2 separate regions of the Mus musculus genome follow, and region 1 is linked to region 2. A link is a contact called in public promoter capture Hi-C data. All regions are on one chromosome and are shown on one strand. Each heading gives the region's core, a stretch centred on a gene start, on an enhancer-like site or on the middle of the called end of the contact. The rest is flanking DNA. Distances are from core to core; before and after follow the strand shown. Region 1 has its middle 5.7 kb from the start of Gm32767. Region 2 holds the start of Cnih4 (cornichon family AMPA receptor auxiliary protein 4).

What was found. Promoter capture Hi-C pulls out the DNA fragments that hold promoters and counts their contacts.
Region 1: a promoter capture Hi-C map of hippocampal neurons shows a contact between it and region 2, with 5 times the contacts expected there. The contact joins the enhancer-like site here to the promoter of Cnih4 in region 2. A contact is called at or near these places in 10 of 39 promoter capture datasets (the 3T3-L1 cell line, 3T3-L1-derived adipocytes, cranial neural crest and 6 more), 1 of 15 datasets of contacts at CTCF or cohesin (embryonic stem cells), 4 of 484 Hi-C or Micro-C datasets (the G1E-ER4 cell line, embryonic stem cells and nephron progenitors), 5 of 115 datasets of contacts at active chromatin or transcription factors (bone marrow-derived macrophages, fetal liver, large pre-B cells and 2 more) and 2 of 9 other capture datasets (embryonic stem cells and liver).

The regions. Positions count from the first base shown.
Region 1 is chr1:181,544,229-181,547,110 of GRCm38.p6, forward strand. No RefSeq gene overlaps it. Among named protein-coding and RNA genes, the nearest start is that of Gm32767, 5.7 kb to the left of the region's middle. Within about 2 kb of position 1,368, at least 22 of the 459 cell types and tissues checked have an H3K27ac peak or open chromatin away from gene starts, as enhancers often do. A contact at or near this core is called in hippocampal neurons, where this site is marked.
Region 2 is chr1:181,149,486-181,152,737 of GRCm38.p6, forward strand. It overlaps Cnih4 (cornichon family AMPA receptor auxiliary protein 4), which reads left to right and starts at 1,446. Exons shown (of 5, transcript NM_030131.3): 1 at 1,446-1,576. The coding sequence starts at 1,508.

The sequences.
Region 1 (2,882 bases), core at 118-2,617, 390 kb after region 2:
AAAAGTTGGCTAAGACTGTTTAGAGGTTCCTTCTCAGGCCACTGCAGGGTGTTTAATTATTGTTGGTTTTTAATACAAGAAGAGTGATCTCTGGCCATCACTTGGGATCCAAAGAATGAAGGGGAGCTAGGAGGTATTGTGGTGCTGGAGTTAACTCCTGGGTGCCTGCCTCGTGGGCTTTCTCTGCTTGGGTGCAGAGTCTCTGTCTCCTGCTGCACAGGAGCTCAGAGGACAGCACAACTGTTACTCCTCCCTGCCTTTGGGGGATAAACATTTGAGGAAAGACCCATGAGCTGGGGCGAAAGCCATTGTCTCCATGATCCTGTGCGTAGAGGACAGACCTGAAGGTGAGTGGTACCTGGCTGAGTGTCAGAGTCCCTCTTCTTCTGGGCTGTCTTGATGGGAAAGTTCAGCCAGGCACCAAGGGTCAGGGGGCAGAGGAGATCCACAGATTCAGCTAGAGTGCCTGCAAGAGGGAAGCTGAGTGCCCTCAGGATCCCAGGACCTCCCGGGTCAACTTTCAGGAGTGGTCCTGGTTGTATAGCATGATAGGGTGGACAGGGAACAGGGAACAGCCACCTTCCTGCTTCCCTCAAATTCCCAGTCTCAGAGTCTCTATTTGCACGTCTGAGGGTAGAATATGAGAAAACTGGGCTTTCCTGAGGCTTGCAGGAGCCTTGGGACCAAAGCACATAGTAGGCACTTAAAACTGCTGAAGTTGATCATACAGCCACACCTACGTCCTTCCTAGGAATGTGGGCAAGTCAGCCAAACTCAGAAATGTGTGTCCCGACACAGAGACACCTGTAGACTTCTTTTTGCTTTTAGTTCTTTTACGTTTTACTTTCCTGTTTTATTATTATTTTTTAACTCACAAGTAATTATAGCTATTGATTGGGTGCGGCTCAATGTTTTGGTGTTATCTCTGCACTATGAAATGACCAGATCAAGCCAACTAATATATCTACCCCGCAGTCATTGTTTCTGATGAGAATACCTGACGCCTATTCTCCCAGCAGTTTACAAGAGACTGTGTGTCTTTATTAATCCTGGTCTCGGAGTTGTCTTAGAGATTATTATGACATAGGTTTCAGGGACTACAATAAATTGATTTCAAGATGACCTATTTGGTCTCTCCCTGGGAAAACTTGCGGTGACAGGATGGCGCTCTGCGGGAGATCGCGTAACGATCAAATACAGGCAACTCCCTACTAACAAGCACCTCATACACTCGCTCAGCTCGGCATCGCATCGGCATCGACATACAGTCCAGCCGCTGGGCTTGTTATCCTGGTGTATAAACCAATCTCTTCACCAGCGTGTTGGTTTCTCATAGGAACGCAGCAATGTTTCATCTTCCCATTGCAATGTCGCCACCTAGTGTTCATAAGTAAGAACTGACAGACCATGAACCCCTGTCTTCCGCCGCCATTGGGGCAGTGTGGATGACTTCTGAGGTAATGGATGGGGTTCAAAATTTGAGGTGTAGCTTGGGTCTTGACGAGAAATAGCAAACACTGAAGAAGAGAAATTGGGTGAGAGGGGTGTCCCCTCCTTCCACAGACTGCTGCAAGGAGATACGGTTGGCGCTTGGGTCAAGAAAGCAGTTGTTTCGTGGAGGGGCAGGTCCCTATTCAGAAGTTTGTGGCTGACTCAATTCCTAAGGGCTCTAGGATGGGAACAAAAGAGTTTAGAGTTTAGTATTATCAGGACGTTTTCTAGGACACCAGGTAGGTGTGGGGTTACTTTCCTAAATGCACCGTGAATCCCCCTTGTCTGTGGGCCTGGAGAGACGGAACTCTTCACTCTGTGGACCTCCTGGGTGGTCTTTCTCTTTCATCTTTCTCTCTGTGTTATGGGTCCCTCTACAGTCAGGCAACCTCACGAGCCACCCTGTATTCTTACACGTGATTAAAATCATTTTTCTGGTGTATAAAAATATCAGGGTGCGCAGTGTTAGCAGGGAGGCCACACTCCTGCAGAGGGCCTGTGGGAACATTAGACGATCCGCCTCGATAGAGGTCCCATTCTATGAGAAAGGCTGGAAGAACCATGATTCCAGCTCAGGATTTTATCCAAGGGATAGGGTGGGGTGACCCTGAGAGAGGACGTCAAAGGGAGCCCAGCTTGTTCAGTGAACTCGTGCTACAATTTTGATCTGAAATACCCCGAAGCCCAAACTTGATCCCCGGTGTCACACAACTGGGAGGTGGTGGGCTCCTTAAGAGAGGGGTGCTAGTGGGAGGAAGCTGGGTGTTATGCCATGGCTATAGTGGGACTTTCTCCGACACAATCAGCAGTATAAATAATCGCATGGAGTCTTCTATATAGTTTGAAGCCGAGGCCTTTTGCTTGGGCAGTCTCCTGGCTATTCTATACCTAACCTGACTAACTAGCCTACAACTGGCCACATGGCTAGCTCTATAGCTTTCTCTGCTCATCTTCAGTCCTTGTCTGTTCCCTCTGGGTCGGCTCTCCCTTTGCCGCAATCTCCGTGCCCAGAAGTCCCACCCTCCATTTCCGGCTCCAGCTATTGGCTGTGAGATCTTTATTTACAACCAATCAGCAGTGAGACAATCTGCCTCTAGGATTACCTTCAAGTGTCTAAGCAGGTGCGGACGGACAACTATTTACAAACATAAGGCTGGCGAAGGCTGTAGACATAACAATGCCACTCTCCTGCCAGCATTTAGCTTTCTGTCCTACGGAATCAACAATTGAAAATACAGAGACATACCTTTACACAAAGTTAAAAAAAAGAAAGTTATCTCAACACCGTGTGATGATTTGTCTATGCTCGGCCCAGGGAGCTGCACCATTAAAAGGTGTGGCCCTGTTGGAGTGGGTGTATCACTGTAGGCGTGGGCTTTAAGACCCTCGTC
Region 2 (3,252 bases), core at 196-2,695:
TAAGAGTACTGACATCTCTTTCAAAGGTCCTGAGTTCAATTCCAAGCAACCACATGGTGGCTCACAATCATCTATATTGGTATCTGATGCCCTCTTCTGGCATGCAGACATATATGCAGGTAGAGCACCCATACATTAAAAAATTTAAACAAACAAACAAAATAATTGTGGTTAATTGTGGTGTGAGCTATTACATTTTCTCAGGATAAAAGACCATCTAAGGGATGTAGGACAGGCCCAGTGTGGTGGTAAAAAGGGTGCTGGATCCGTGGAGATGGAATTACAGACAGTTGTGAGCTGCCATCCAGATTCTGGGAATGGAATCCAGGGAGCCATCCCTCCAGCACACCCCCTACCCCATCCTGTTTTTTTTTCTTTTTTCTTTTTAAGCACAGCAAGTGCCTACTGTCTTGGGCCTCTCTGCTCCTTGTAAATCGTCCAACCCTGTGTGAAACCCTCAGCCTGGTCTCTGCTGCTCTTCAGGGGTTTCTTCCTGCCCTTCAGGGTACTTGGGACTGCTTTTAATTTCTGTGGTTTATTCTATCTCCCCTACACTTACTATGCAAGGTGCAGGCTTGTGGGTGCCTCCCCTCTCTGTTCATTGTGTCTCTTAAGACCTAGAACAGTGCCTCACATACACTACCTGCTTTAAATTTAAATTTAAAATGAAAGTTAAATAAATGGATGAGCGAGTGAATGGCTGCTGGAATTGGCTTCCAAAGGCAACAGAACCCACCCAAGTTCTGTTTTGAATATTTAGTTGCTACTTTATTGCCCTTTTAACCACCAGAGCAGTTGTTTGCTCTGTTCATCTCTGCACTTGAAGTGTACAGTAGCTCTTGGTCTATAGTAAGGGTGTAGTAAAAATTATTTGCCTCCCTCTTTAAAAAAAGGTTGATAACTGGATTCTGTAAAATTCTTCAAATTCAGAGGTGAGAAAGCTTGCTGTTATCAAGAATTGGCAAGCAACTGGGTAAGTGCTGGGGAAACAGGTCAGGAACTGAAGAGCAGAACTCAGTGGCTTTGTATTTGAGATGAAAAGTTATAGAATGCAGGAGGGTAGAGAACAGGCGTTAAAGCAGCCATGTGTGGAGACCTATGCCAATAATCCCAATGCAAAGAGACCCAAGTTAGAGGCCAGGCTGGGCTTACAGAGCAAGATCATACCACTCGCATACAAAGCGCATTCCACAGAAACCAACAATGATAGGCAAGGAAGGATGGATACAAAGTGAAAGAGAGACAGAAAATTTCATATGATAGGCAAGGAAGGATGGATACAAAGTAAAAGAGAGACAGAAAATTTCATACAGGGTGAGTAACTTCATGCAGTGGATACTAAATGAGGGTGAGGTCCACCTGCTATGCTCCCTGGGCACTAGTGAACTTCATTTCCCATCATGCATCGCGTCGCGGAGGTGGCGTTTTTGGACCACAACTCCCGGCATGCCGCCTATCCCAGCGGCGCGGCCCGAAGCTGGTTTGACGGGCGGAGCGGCGGCGGAGGATGGAGGCGGTGGTGTTCCTCTTCTCGCTCCTCGACTGTTGCGCGCTCATCTTCCTCTCCGTCTACTTCGTATCCTTGGTTGAAGCGGGCCGCGGCCGCCGCTCGTTCCCAGGGCTACCGCCGGGGCAATGGGCAGAGGGTGGGCCCGGCGGGCGCTGGCAGGTTGGGGTGAGGGGGCGGCGGCGCGGGCCCGGGTCGCGAGCGGAGGAGCCTCGCTGCGCCTCGGGCGGGCCTGAGCCAGCTCCCCCTGCCTCCTCTTCGCCTGCCTGGGCCGCCGGGGGTCCCCGAGAGAGCGAAGCCGTTCAGGGGCATAGCCGGCCGGCCTGAGGCTTTGCCGCCTTCTCTAGTCCCCGGCAGCACCCTTGCCCCTTTGTCCTTGTGGGTGTCTGCCCTTCTGGAGACTCCCCACACCCAGGAGATGACTCATTCCAAGAACTGGCGGTGTGCTTCCTTCACGTGCAGTTCTTTAGGGTTTTTGAAAGAAGCATCCACAAAGTGTTTCTGGTTGCCTTCCGCAGTGGACTATCTGTAAACTCAGTAACTATACCTGTGGCTTAATCCCCAGTTTCTAAACTTTATATATATATATATAAAATCCGTGTTAACATTCAGTATTTTCTATAGTTGTTTCTGTTACAGGTTTCAAACAGTATTTTCCAGACCAGTACATGGTGTTCTTCAGCCTAGCACTGTAGTAGTTGTGTGATGTGACTTCAGTACTCTCAGTCCTTGGGGGATGATAGTCTTTGTTACAGCACGCTGCTGTAATGCAGTAGTGTAATGCACAGACCACTTTTAAGTAATTAGATATGACTAGTAAAGTGCTCCAGGACCTGTGGCTGTTGCCCCTTTCCCTATGAAATCACGTCCTCTTTTCTGATCGAATTGAACTTTTTGTTTGTGCAGCCCTGGAATGGCTGCACAGAATATATTTCCCGCTTTTATGATGAACTGACAGTTTGTCTTAATAGGAAGAAACAAACTTTGGAACTATGAACCTTGCCCAGTACTGTATCTTACCTGCTTCGATTTTCTTTAGGATTGTAGATATGTATTTCCTAAATATACACAGTGAGAATTTGTGTCAAACACCCAGTGGCTGCCCAATTGAAATTATCTAGCAGCAGTTCTTACTTTGATGATTTCTCATGCAAAGAGCCCTGTGTTTTATTAGCTTTGAGGAACTGAATAAAAGGGCAAGATCTCTTACCTAAGTTCCAATGACCATTGTTTAGCTTATGATATAAGGGACCAGAGCTGTTTGACAGAAATGCAACAACAATTTTTTATTATTTTTGTAGTTTGGAAAATTTGATCATTAAAACAGTCTTGGTGTATAACAGATCATGTATATATGTACATGTTAGCTGGAATGTTGAACAGTGGTTACACAGTCAGGGCACATTTTGGTGAGAATTCAGATTTTACAGTGTTGTAGGATTGTTGGAGTAATTGCGTTACAGAGAGTAGGTGGGAAATGGTCAGAGTAGATTTCATGTAAACTATAGGAGTGTGTGGAATTAGAATAGTGAAGAAATCTACAGGGGAAAGGGGACAGATATTTGCAGTCACTGGTCAGAGCAAGGTGCAGGGCAGGCATGCTTATTTTTGTGTGATGGGTAAAGATCAGGAGCTCATGGTTCCTTAGGGTCATCATGAGATCAGATGGGAAAGGAGGGTTAGATCAGATGGGGGGGGGGTTTCATCCTGCAAGCAGTAGGGAGTCGCTGCAAACTTTTGACATA